Regions from separate parts of the Rattus norvegicus genome. Here regions 1 and 2 are each linked to region 3. Evidence: chromatin contacts called from public Hi-C and HiChIP or PLAC-seq data. All regions are on one chromosome and are shown on one strand. Each heading gives the region's core, a stretch centred on a gene start, on an enhancer-like site or on the middle of the called end of the contact. The rest is flanking DNA. Distances are from core to core; before and after follow the strand shown. Region 1 holds the start of Calm2 (calmodulin 2). Region 2 holds the start of Socs5 (suppressor of cytokine signaling 5). Region 3 holds the start of Mcfd2 (multiple coagulation factor deficiency 2, ER cargo receptor complex subunit).

What was found. A called contact is a pair of places that touch in the nucleus more often than the background predicts. HiChIP or PLAC-seq counts read pairs in DNA pulled down with a chosen protein or histone mark.
Region 1: a Hi-C map of the A7r5 cell line shows a contact between it and region 3, with 3 times the contacts expected there. The contact joins the promoter of Calm2 here to the promoter of Mcfd2 in region 3. A contact is called at or near these places in 3 of 12 Hi-C or Micro-C datasets (the A7r5 cell line, liver and mammary epithelial cells).
Region 2: an H3K27ac HiChIP or PLAC-seq map of oligodendrocytes shows a contact between it and region 3, with 4 times the contacts expected there. The contact joins the promoter of Socs5 here to the promoter of Mcfd2 in region 3. A contact is called at or near these places in 1 of 12 Hi-C or Micro-C datasets (liver) and 1 of 1 datasets of contacts at active chromatin or transcription factors (oligodendrocytes).

What each region holds. Positions count from the first base shown.
Region 1 is chr6:12,843,774-12,848,276 of GRCr8, reverse strand. Calm2 (calmodulin 2) reads right to left here and starts at 3,107. Exons shown (of 5, transcript NM_017326.3): 1 at 3,033-3,107. The coding sequence starts at 3,035.
Region 2 is chr6:13,264,472-13,268,702 of GRCr8, reverse strand. Socs5 (suppressor of cytokine signaling 5) reads left to right here and starts at 2,872. Exons shown (of 2, transcript NM_001109274.1): 1 at 2,872-3,231.
Region 3 is chr6:13,026,061-13,030,621 of GRCr8, reverse strand. It overlaps Mcfd2 (multiple coagulation factor deficiency 2, ER cargo receptor complex subunit), which reads right to left and starts at 2,572. Exons shown (of 4, transcript NM_139253.2): 1 at 2,504-2,572.

The DNA of each region.
Region 1 (4,503 bases), core at 1,858-4,357, 180 kb after region 3:
CAGGGTCACAACTTAAGGCCCCCAAACCACCCATCCAGCTCAGTTCCCTGTTACCAGGCAAATGTAATCTTAGAACACTACATAAAGATCTCCTTCAAGCAATGAGCCAGGCACACAAAAACCAGTTTCCCAGGTAACTTGAAAACCTCTTAACTTCGCGTCCAAGGCTTCATGAAAAGCTCTTTCTTGAGTTTAAGGACTTTCTCTAAATTACGTACATTTGGTATTCTGTCTACATGCATGTCTGTGTGAAGGGGTTAGGTAGGACCCCTGGACTGGAATTACAGACAGTTGTGCGCTACCATGTGAGTACTGAGAATTGAACCCAGGTCCTCAAGAAAAGCATCAGGGCTCCTAGCCCCTAAGCTGTCTCTTCAGGGTTTAAGGTTTTAAAATAAACTTTACCAAGTTCTAGAATAAAAGCTCCTAAAAATCAAGAGCAAAGACTTCCTAGCACTCAATTTTTCCAACTACTTTGTCTATGGAGAATGCCGTTTTCTTAGAACTGAAATTATACTTTTGGGAAAATACAAGCTCATTAGCATGTTTATCATAATAAGGCGAAGACTAATTCCCCAGAGACTAATTCTCGATTCTGCAAGGATTGATGTAACCCCTCCTGCTGTTCTTGTCATTCCACAGACTTCCAGTGTACTTTCAGGTTCCACCCCAACCTACTGAACTAGATCCTGCATTTTGGGTTACCACTGTTGATCTTTATCTAGAAACTAACCTGCATTACAAAGTCACCTGAACTGAAGGCATCATGAACATTTAAAGCATTTTCTAAACTGCACTCTGAACTGAAAAGTTCTTTTTAAAAAATATTTAGTGTATCTGAATAAATTTATGAATCCTGGCCTCACAATGAACAGAAATACATCTTCATCCTGTTCAACCCTCAAATACTACTACACACACACAAGGCTCCATTCATCATTTCTTCTACAATTACAGGATTTTTCATGCATCAAAACCAATCTGTTATTTCTGTAGGAAAAAGGGGGTCTTTATTCTGACAGAATGTCACTTTACTATAAAAGTATCTTGAGTCAAAAGAGAAGCCAGTGGAGGAACAAAACTTGATAGAAATCAGGACCTTGACTAAAAGCCTAAATTCTAGCTTAAGCTAGAAGTTTCTACATTATAATGGAGCCAAAGCAAATTCTTATTTTGAGCCTAATAAAAACCTTTCAGCTTAATAGACTCATTTAAACACACTCTTTACATCTGTGTCAACACTGCACATTCCTTCCAATACATGACAGCCCAATAAAGACAGTGGCCGCATGCAAATTCGAGAGATTCGCAATCAGTTCTTATATATACATAGGTCCCTAAATAACTTCTTCTCTTTAACAGAGTCTTCAGAATCTAAAGTCTTATTTATATATTATGAAGTTACTAGACTAATTGGCAATGTATTAATGATACATTTAACTATAAAAACTTACTGGGGAGAAAAACCACTGTAAGATACAAATTATAATTTTCCAGTAAACATTTAAATCCTATCCTGCTAACTAAAAAAATAAGTTACTACATAACTTGGAGTGCCAATTACATGCCTGTAATTTATATCCTGTTTCACCTTACAAAGTACAAATTCAATCAGCATATTAAAATTCATTAGTTAAAAAAATACTTATCAAAACACAAAGATTCACCAAAGTTAAATGAATGCTAGCTCTCTCCAAGGTGAACTCTCCCCACACCCAAGCAGGCTGGAGGTTTCAGTTGGCAGGGATTCCCAACTACTGTTTAAGATGTCACCTTGCCTCCTAGACACACCCATTGCTGTAACCATTTGGCAAAGGAGTAAAGTAAGTAGTGCAAATTACTGTCCTCATTCTTTTACAGGAAACACGAGGAGTCTCTTATTTAAGAAAAAAAATCTCTCTGAAATCTCCTCTCTCATACACCCTTTAAGTGCACAGTTTCTGACAGCCAATACTGTATAAATGAACTGTAGATCTAATAACTAAGATGGGATGGCAACTCCTACACCGAAATACAAGAAACACAAACACAAGCGTTCAAGGAACGCTGCGTGTGGTAGAGGTGAACAGGAGTGCACCTGAGTACTCAAGAATTTAGCGACCCGCCCCTTAATTGCTACTTTCACTGGCTTGCTTTCGCTGTGGGCAGAAAAAGTCTTTGAGACCCTAACTGAAGGCGATTGCTTTCCCTTTATAAACTGTATTTGGAGAAAGCGCCCGACTTCCAGCATAAAGCTTGTATTCTTCAGCGATTAAAAAAAAGAAAGAAATTAAGCATCCAGTCTGGGTAGTGGAAGACAGCACCAGATGGAGTGGAACAAGCAGCACTGCGCGGAGGGGGATGGGGGAACTGCTAGGGTCCCCTCCCCCGCCCATCCCCGCAGCGCCGCGGGCCGCCCAGACCTCCGCAGTCCTGCAGGTGCCAGCGCAGCAGCTGGGGCGCGAGCCGAGCAGCGTCGGGCGGCGGCTCCGGGCCCCGCGCGCCCACCCCACCCCCAGCGCCTGCTTCCCGCACCGGCAGGACGCACAGGGCGCGCCCCGGGCCGGCTGGCTTACCTCGCCTCGCGGGGATGCGGGCTAACGGCGCCCGCTCGCCCCGGGGCCCCGCGCTCCTCCTCACCCCACCCCCCGCGCATGGCTGCCGGGCGGACAAAGGCGCTTCCTGGCGCCCGCGCTTAGCCGTGGCCGTTGGCGGCGGTTTGAATCCGGCCCCAGGGCTGACCTTTAGCGCCGCCTCAGCCGCGGCGCCCCGCGCTTGCTCTCCCGACCGACCACACCGCCCCTCACCCCTGATCCATCTTCCCCCGGCCAAGCTCCGCAGCCGTCCCCCGACTCATCTAAGGGAACCCAAGAGGACCTGGGTGGGGGACACCTGCGACATGACCGTCGCGGGGGCCTCCTGGCCTTTTTGGTGCCATCCCTCTGGGGAAGACGGCTCCTCGAGGGTCAGCGCGGGCAGGTCCCCCTCTTTAGTCAGTCCGCTTCGGCATCTTTCCCCCACCGGCGCCGCCGGCCGCTCGGCTACGCACTCACCATGCTGCAAGGGCTACCGGTTTCCGAGACCAGAACAGACAACCACTCGACTCGCTCGCTCCACTCGGACTAATTCTCCTCCTCCGCCCCCAGCTCCTCATAAACACCTCCCTCCGCCTCCCTCCGCCAGATCCCTCCGCCTCACGACAGATAACGGAACATAGCGAACGAGTCCCGGCCAGCCCCGTGTGCCCCCCTCCACTCCGGGAGACCCTTTTCTCCGCAGTCACCGGTCAGACAGGCAAGAGATAAAGGGGAGCAGGGGACGGGTGACGTAAGTGGGTTTCACTCCCAGGCAAGCCGTTAAAAGGCCGGGGGAACCGCGCCTGGGGGGCGCTACTTTGCGGCGCGGAGGAGCACCGCGGTGGAGATGGACACTGCGAACGCCGTTGAGCTAGCTGCTGATTGGCTGGTTTGTACCTGCAATGCGTCACTTGCTCTCAGCCGGAACGCGGTGCGGCTTCTGCCGTTGCTGCTCGCGCCGGGCTGTCCTGGCAACTGCGCCAGGAGGCAGCGTGGCTCTCTTTGCGCTTGGCTGGAGGACCTTCTTCCATCCGTTCTCCCTGCCACAGGCACACGCACACACTTACCTTCCCGCCCCGTATGGAGGTTTCGACAAAAACAACATAAGCCAATAAAAAAATAGAACTGAAGGACCCCCACCCCCAGTAAACGCCCACCCCGCGCCCAGTTGCTGCATCAGGGAGACCAGTCGTTTTTCATTTCATGGTGCAGCTCAGCTGACAGACTAATCAGAAAGGGGCTTCCGTTTATGCTTCCCCTTTACTTTTCTTGCCTAGCAGTAAGTTATCTGAAAGGTATTCAAACCTACGGTATCAGAGTATGTGCTGTTGAAAACCCAAAGTAGACGACCAGAAAAGGATGATGGAGGTTAAGGAAACGAGGACTTAATCCTCAAAATTTGGTACCCAGACAAGACTGATGGAACAACCACGGCCCAGAAAGAATTATGAAGATGGTGAAGTCAGAGACGAACTTCCCAGTGGAAAGAGCACCACCATGCAGACCCTCGAAACGAGCAGCATTTTAAAAAAAGCAAGCCAAGATGAAACCAACTTTTGAGAAGAAGCCTGCCTTTCACGATACTTTCCTGTTTGGCAAGAACATCTCGAAGCTAACAGCTATCTGCACCCACTCGGAAAGCTTCAGTCGGATTTAACCTCCTTTACCTAAATTAGACATTCCCTCACACCTTTGAACATATCTTGTAATGAAGCCAGTGCTGGGACCTCTTTCAATCATGCAAACCAGACATTAAGCGGCCTTCTAATTAGCACTGACAAAGTCCACACCCTTTCAAACGGATGCCCACTCAATGGGAAAACAAAACAAAACAAAAAGCCCACCTCAGATTTCTGTTTCCATTATCCTTGCCATTGTGGTGCCTTGATAATTTTGAAAGGGGTGGGGGGAGTTAATTAACCTTATCCTACAAATGAGATAAACATCA
Region 2 (4,231 bases), core at 1,623-4,122, 240 kb before region 3:
GCAAGAACAGCTTGTCATCTACGTGGAGGACTCTCACTTAGGCAGCAGCAATAGAAAACAGGACACACTCTGAGCAGATGAAAAAGAACGACCCAAGACCAGGAGAGAACCATGGCAGTGCCCTCTGAGGAGAAGAGGAGAAGCAGGAGAGAGGCAGGGCACCTGCGGTCAAGAGCTCATGGATAATCCTGCTGGCCTCTCTGGTTTTAGTTTTTGGAATGCATGTCACTCCCGGCTTACCTAGTTGTTAATCTACTTGTATACTGCTTGTCTTGCCCCATCAGCCACCTCGTCAGTTTTGTTGACCATTACATCTTGAGCTAATACTAAAATGCTCAATAAATATTGGCCTAATGATTAAATAGCACAAAGGAGGAAGTGACGGCGGCAGTGGATCGAGGGTGTTTAGTTCACACCATGTCGGTCCGGTTACGGCGCTGCGATGACCAACGTATGAAGGGAACAAGTTCGGTTTGGAGGCTCCAGTCCTGATCTGGTAGGCTTATTCTCTGTCTCTCACGGGGTGAAGGGCACACTGGGGCATGTTCTTTCTGTTGCTGGGGAAAACATTATGACTAAAAGCAACTCAGGGAGGAAAGGGTTTATTTAATCGTTCAGTGTACAGCTCAGCATCAGGGGGAAGTCGGGTTAGAAACTCAAGAAGGAACCAACGCAAACACCACAAATGACTGGCTTGCTCCTAGGCCCACACTTGGCCTTTCTTATACAGACAGCCAAGGCCACTGCCAGGGAGTGCATGGCCAATAGTGCCTGGGCCTCCTACAACAATGAGCAATCAAGAAAATGCTGACAGACACATCCCAGAACCAAGCCGATTGAGGTGGGCCTCCATGTGCGCTTTCCCTCAGATAATGCTGAGGTGAGTCAGGTGAACAGCTGTAGCTAATGAGAGGAGGGCAGGGGTGCACTGCAGAACAAAACTGCTCACATCCTGGATAGGAGGTGAAGCAGTGATGAGGATCTCACAACCCACTCTAATCCCCCCAACACACACACACACTCACATACACACACTCACATACTCTGACCTAAAGTTTCTCTGTCCACTAGCCTCTCTGTCTTTTAAAGGTCCCACCACCTTCATGCCAAGGACCAAGAGTAATTCATAGGCCTGTGAAGAACATCCCAGATCCAAACTATAGCAAAGAGAGAGAGAGAGATGCTGGAGCAGTAAGAAAGTGGACAGAGGCTTGCTCTCTGGTCCCAGGAGCTCCTGGGAGAGAGTTAATGTGAAGTGGTACGAGGAACAGAGGAGGAGCAGGCTTGGTGAAGTTCAGGTGTGTGTTCCAATGGGGAACTTACTCCAGTAGACAAGTGAAGCGGCTAGAAGCTGCTTAGAAATTCAGATCTGGCCTTCAATGACCGGACGTTCATCTGTGATTCTATCTGAATGGCTAGATCAGCCCATATACAGAACCAGAGAAAAGGGCTGAGGGCCAGACCCCGAGCCTCTCAAGGAGCCAATAAAGAACAAACACTTAAAAACAACTGAAAAAGCAATCCGAGGGTGTACAATGTTAAGGTGGGGGCCGAGAAGAGTCTAAGAAAAGCCTTCAAGAAAAATGTAGTCTGCAGTTCCCACTGCAAGGCATTAAAGACTAAAAGTGGTAAAAAAAAAAAAAAATCTTACTATTCAGCAGGCTGAAGTAGGAGCACCACTATCTTGTGGCCAGCTTGGGCTCCACATTGAGCTCCAGAGCATCCTAGGCTATACAGTCAGGCTGTTTCAAACAATCATGACTAAAAAGTGACCCTATATGGATATCGCTGATAAAAGGACCACTTTCCGTAGATTCCCTGGGGGAGCAGACTGTATTCGAACCATGAAGTAAACGGGAAGAGCAAGTCTTTTTGTCTAAGCACTGGAAAGCAATATGTCAGTAGCTTATGAGTGGTAACCACGGTTCTAAAGGGCCAGCTGAGGTGTCTCGCCGGTATCACAATCCCCCGATATACTTCTCTGTCCTTGCAGCCATCGAAATGGCGGGGCCATCCACATAAAATGCAAGCGAAGAGAGGGAGCGACAACACCCCTCCCCTCGTGTATGAGTCATCTTCGTGGCAGCTGAGAGCCTGGATGGGAAGAGTTGAATTCAATGAGATGCCCGGTTTGCCGTGAATATTGGAATTCAGTGACTTGGATGGCTCCATGCAAAAGGGAGCTAGAGAAACTCATTCACATTTTCCTACCCGGCACTCGCAACCTCCATTCAGCATTTTCGCCTCGGTCTCCCTAACAGAGCCCAAACGAACAAAGCTACTACTCCCTACCCGCACCTCTGGTTGACCTTCCACCTTAGCGCCCACTCCTAGCGGGCTCCACGGCCCCGTGACCCACTCCAGCCTCCTAGACTCCCAGTCCTCGCCCCCTCCCCTCCAGCCCTAGCCGGCTCTGCCCCGCCCACCCCGGCCACGTGTCAGCCTCTCTCCCACCTGACTGGCTCCTCCCTCTTCGGCCGAACCCGGCCGCTGTCGCAGCTGCCCGACTCCAAAATGGCAGCCGCGCACAGCACGCACCAGCGCGGCTGGACCTCCTTAACTCGCCGGCCTCCCCTCTGGAGCTCCCAGCCTCCCTCCTCCGGCCTTCACCTACCCGCCTCTGGATTGGCCTCCGGGAGTCCCGCCCATCTACAGCCCCGCCTGCCATTGGTCACGGTAGGCTGCCCTTCAGAGAGGTGTGGCCCCGCCCGCCCCCCCACCCCGGGAGGTATTTTCCATTCCGGTGGGGGGTTGGGGGGCGGGGGGAGGGGAGAGGGTGACGAGGGGGAGGCGGCCGGGAAGGGGTGGGGGCTGGCGGGGGCATCCGGCCGAGCTGGGGTCCCCGGGCTCCGTCCAGAGGAAGCGAGGCTGCGCCGGCCGGGCAGGAGCGGAGGACGGGACGCGCGGGCGGTCGCCCTCGCCCTGTCGCTGACTGCGCCGCCCCGGCCCATCCTGCCTGGCCGCAGGTGCCCTGGATGAGGCCGCCGCGCGTGTCCCGGCCGCTGAGTGTCCCCGCGGTCGCCCGGCGCTGGTCCGCAAGCCGCCGCCTCTCCACGCCCCGGTCCCTGTGCCCGGCGCAGTCTTCCTCGGGCGGGCGCCTCCGCACCTCGGCGCAGGCGGCACGGCCCTTGGGCCGGGATGGATCCGCCGGGAAGAGGAAGACCAGCCGGGGCGTTGAGCCCCTGCGCCCGGTGCCGCGCGTAGTGGGAGCTTACGCGCAGTAGGCTCTCGGTACGTCTCGGAGGAATTGCTTTTCGGTTGGAGTCAGGGCACCTAAGGGGAAGAAGGGGTCGTCTGGGGCTGATAGGAGGGCATTCGTCATCGGGGTCGTGGTGGGTCGAGACTGGATGGGGGAGGTCGTCGGTGCCCACTGCAAGGGTAGAGGGGACCAGTCAATTCACCTGGAGCCCCAGCGCTCCGACCTGAGGGTCCTCAAGGTCGACGGTAAAAGGTCTACCTAAAAGGTCTACCGGGAGATGAAGGAAGGAGCTGGGGAGCGTGGATGCGGGAAAAGACTGGAGCATCTCCGGGGGTTTAACCTGAGATGGTTAGTTTAGTACAGGATGCGGAGGCGGCCGCAAGGAAGACCCCGCTCCAAGTCCTTGAGCTTTTAATAAATGGCTCTTTGGTGCTGGGGTTTGGGCATTCGAGTAGCTGAAGCCGAGTGACTTTGTGGCAGCGAGGGAGTTGCATTGACAGAAGGATGCTAAGGAACAGCAGAAATACACTTGGTGTGGTTCTCAACTTTGAAGGCTATGGGGGTCAGTCACGAGCTTTTAACATTTTTATTTTGGCGTTCCAAGCAAACGGTGGCTCGCTGCTGGACTTCGGTCAGTGATCCTTTATTTTAAACTGTATGTATGGATTTGATGGGTTTGGGCAGTTATCAGTTTTCCTGGACATTCTTCCAACTACATCTTGACTTCTTACAGCAGCTTCTCCATCTACACCGGAGGCTTGCTCCTTTCAAAGTTAACACTAGGCTGGACTGTACTATTCCGATTTACTGACATTTATCCTGGAAGACTTGTAAGTCATGCTTGCTTTTAACTGTTTCTTTACAAGGCCATGTAAGATTGAACTACATGTTCTAAAGAAGTTTAAAAATGGTTTCTCTTTAAGTATTGAAATGAAAAAGATGCTGGTATTGGAGGACAGTGCTAAAATGAGCTTGAGTGTTCTAACAGTTGGGAATTTAGTCAAATACATACTTTAATCTTAATAGTCTCGT
Region 3 (4,561 bases), core at 1,323-3,822:
TGGGATGTTTTCAATTGATTTAATACAGGACATTGACCAACTGGTTAATAAACACAGGGACTGTGTGGACACAGCATAAAAGCCCAGAACCACTGAGCTTGCCACGGCAAATTCCCAACCATGAAAGCACAAGGAATACCAGACCCGGGAGATGGGAAGGAAGATCTGCAAAGCACCGAGATAGCGAGAGGCAGTGACCGCCACTTGTCAGATTAAACTGTTCCTGGTCTAAAGGAAACAGAGTACTACATCCTGGCTGCCCAGAACACGTTGCATCAGGCACGCTCCAGTTCAAGGCCATGGGCACACAGCCTGGGAGATAAGCCCCAAGGGCTCCCTGGCTGGTTCACTGGCCTCAGGACATGGCATAAGCCAAGCTGGAGAAAAATCCAACTCAGGGAGACTGATTTTCCTTTTCTAAAAACAGGCTGACTCCTTTTGATGGGCCTGGAGTCTTGAAATTTGACTATCTTATTTCTTCCATAAATAGTTTACTTATAGGTTAGCATAACTGCTTATATATTCTTGACTGAAAGACTGTTCCTCAGCCCCTGGAAAAGGTCATCTTCAACAGAATGAGAAACTCTGGGAGAGACACACAGAGCAACGAAAGAGGAAAAGGATTTTGCTAAGCCCAACAGACCATCACCACTAACCCTGGTTCCATGGGGTATGATCTGCTGCAACCAGATCACCCTCGCATCCAGGGGGCTGGAGACAAAATCCATGCCATCACGTTCATCGCAAGGAGCAGCATGAGTCTGACAGAGCAATGCTGGCCCCCTCAGAGCCTTGACTCCAACAAGGTTCCTCTCACTGCTCCGGAGGTCTCTGTTGCCACTGTGTCTGGTCATTCCTTCTAGGTCCAGCTCAGACATAACCCAAAGACTCTTGCAGATAACACCCTTTGCTTCCTTGTCTGTTTCTTCCTTCCTATGTTTCTTTTTCCTCTCATTTGTGTACCAATGCTGAGCTGGCCTGGGACAATGTGGTTAGAATAAGGTGAGATGTGGCACAGTACTTCATCTCCAAGGCCCTGGTCTTAGGCCGAGCTCTCCGTTTGGAGCATGCCTGCTCCTGGGAAGGGCCTGGCCCACCCTCTCCTCCCATTGTGTCATTATTCCTATCAGGGAGTGAGCTTTCCTCCTAGCAGCTGTTGGCAGCCTTTTTCTAAGTCAGAGGCTCTTAGGAATTTTCACATTTGACAACACCCAGATATCTATCCTGTACCCAGAGCCAATGCCAATGAAAATTGACTAGTCCTGGTTGTCTCCTTGCTCTTGAAGTAAAACCAACCATAAGTCTCCCAGTTAAAGAAACCTTTACCTGGGCTGAGGTTGAGAATTTGTCCTGAACAATTTGGTGTTTAATATTTTGATCCACTTGTTCATTGGGGGATTCCAAAGGAAAAGCATGCTACCCTTTAACTAACAGCCTAGTAACATAGGAAGAGCAGAACTGTGAGGGTTGTGAGAACAGGTGGACTCCTCTCTCATAGATGACAGCTTAATACAAAACAGAGATCACCAAAGAGACACTCAAGGGGTACCACATAAACCCCCATCCACAGAAAGCATGAGAAGAAATATTTCAACCAAAAACGATGTATTCCCCTCATAGACAGAACATATGGCGGTGAACGCCTAAACTCAGAAATGACTTGGGTCCAATGTAGCTGCAGAATATTCAGTTGAGGGACAGGTCTTGAGTAAAGTTCAAAGACAGTGAGTCACACAGGTATGGTAGGCCTGTGGAAGGGCTTAGAAGGGCAAAGAGAATCCACAGAAGAACCAGGGAATGGGGCAGGGTGGAGGAGCATAAGAGATTTGTTTCAAGAGCGTGTCTCTAGCTCCCTGTATTGGACACGTGGAAGAGTATCAGTAAATATCAACGGAGCAGAAAGAGGAGCTGATTGTTAAGGCAAGGTGTCTGGAAAAGTGAGAGTTCTGAATGGGTTCAATGTATTTGACGAGTGTAGGCGAGATTGATGCCTAGGCCTCTGGTTTGGGCACATGTGTGGATGGAGGTTTTCCAGAAAAGGAAAACAAGAGAAACGAGCATCCCTTGTCTTCCTAACCTCCCAGGCTCAACCTAGCCAACCCCGCCGAGACAACAGGACCTGCGGGTCTGCCCCGAGGAAGATGGGGGAGCCAGGGGCAGATGGGGAGCCAGGGACAGATGGAGTAACGCCTGTGGCCCTCGTGCTTCTAGGCCAGCCGGGGTACGTGACAAGTCCACACAGCTGACCCTACAGCCAGACACTTAGACGCCCGGGAATGGGGTGAGCGAAAACAGCAGCGCGGGACTCCGCCAGCCAGACACGTCTGGCCCCGAAACCCTCTCGGAAGACAGGCGGCTGCCGTGGGCCACAGGTCCCACTGTGCCCGGACGGTCGGCATCCTCCACCCTGCCGCCCTGGCCTCCCATCCCGAGTCCCAGGCCCGGGAGCCACCGACCGACCTCTGCTCCAAGGGTCAGGCCTCCCGCCCGCCGGTTCGCTCACCCTGATAATCCCTGACGCAGTCGCGAAGCACTTCTGGATGAACCTTGCCAGCTGCCGTCCCCCTGACGCTTTTTCTCCGCACGCCGGACCCGCCCCTCGGTCAGCCGCGCAGGCGCACAGCCTCCCACCGCCCCGGGAGCCGTCGGCCCCGCCCCCTGCGCGGCCCGATCCATTGAGTCCACGTGTCCCCTGTGGCTGGCGCGCCGGATCTGCCTCCTGAGGGCGACACCCTGCTGCTTAGCCCTGGAGCGTCCAGGCGTGCGAGTTGCTAGGCAACCCTGAAGCCCCGGGAAGAGGCACCACAGGAGTTTTGGGCTGCAGGATACGGAGGAGCGGACTCAGAGGTTGGCCAGCCTCGCCTTCTCTATTCTTTGACCGTGCTCTTGCCCCTCTCCCCGCACTTCACACCGAAGAAGAGTGTAAAACCCCTAACTCCTGTCCAATGAGGCAGCCGGTGCCCGCCAAGGACCCTGCGTTTCCATGAATGACCTGCTTCCGTTTTTTCTTTGCTCTATTCCTGAGCCACAGCCTCAAGCTCCAAGACTTATGGGCGACCCAGCTAGTAAAGTTCCTGAAATCGGCTGGTTTTGTTTTCTTTACTTTTTAAATTTATGTACATTGGTGTCCGACCAGAGAGTGTGGGATCCCCTGAACTGGAGTTAGACAGTTGTGAGGTGCCATGTGGGTGGTGGGGACTGAAAAGCCAGTGCTCTTAATCACCTAGCCGAAACCGGGTGTTCTTTTCTAGAGAAGACAATATACTTTCAAAAAACGATCCTGCCCTTTACTCCTAACAAAACTGTCTTTCAGTGAATGTGTATAAATCCAGATGGATACAGGATTGTACATTTTAAAATACCTTCTCTCCTTTGTATCCATGAAGATACATAATCTTTTTTTTTTAGCTGCTCCTACATCAAAAGGGGAGAGAGATTATATCAAAGCCTTCCCTACTTCCTTGAGGCCTTGAAAATTGGCCAACAGCACCGCCTTTGTCCCACTTCCAAGATTAAGGTTTCAACATTATCCTATAGGGAGAGAAAAACCTCTTAGTCCCTAAGATATTAACACAACATTCCATCTCATTCTGAAGCTTAGATTAGTTTGATCCAGTTCGTTCCGGGTACTCTGCGCCTCCATCCAGACTGCATTCTACCTACGCTCCATTGTCTTGGGAGCTATAAATACAGGTAGTTTATGGCCCTTTAAGAAACTCAGTAACTGGGGTTGGGGATTTAGCTTAGTGGTAGAGCCCTTGCCTAGGAAGCACAAGGCCCTGGGTTCGGTCCCCAGCTCCGAAAAAAAAGAACCAAAAAAAAAAAAAAAAAAAAAAGAAACTCAGTGACTAGGAACTGGACTGAGGGTAGCCTGGAACTCCTGATCCTCTGTCCTTCACCTTCCACCTCCCAGACCTACCTTTCTGTTTGGTTTGGTTTGGTTTAGTTTGGTTTGGTTTGGTTTGGTTTTTTGAGACAGGAGCTCTGTGTAGCTCTGGCTGTTCTGGAACTTGCTGTGGACTAGGCTGACCTCAGACGCAGATCCACGTGCTTCTGCCTCCCAAGTGATGGGATTAAAGGTCTGTGCCACCACAGCCTGGCTCAGACTTTTGTCTAATAAGCACTTGCCACCAAGCTAGGTACTCCATCTTTTCTGCCTGACCATTCTTACCTGCACAGATATTTGTCCTCTGGTTCTTTCCCATAATGCAATTGAAAAGGCAATCTCCAGGCAAACCAGGGGTCTCTTCTGGCTTGTTTATTTGTTGCACTCAAACATCCTGTGGTGGTTAGAATAGGTTTGGCCTCCATTATCTCCCATGTTTCAATGCTTGACCTGTAGAGAGTGGCACAATTAAGAGGTACAGCCTTGTTGGAGTGGGTATGGCCCTGTTGGAGGAAATGTGTCACTGTGGAGACAGGTTAGAGGTCTTCTATGCTCCAGCTATGCTCAGGGTGACACACACACTCCTTTTGCTGCCTGTGGATGAAGATGTAGAACTCTCAGCTCCTTCAGTCCCATGTCTCCCTGCACACTGCCATGCTTCCCTCCGAGATAATG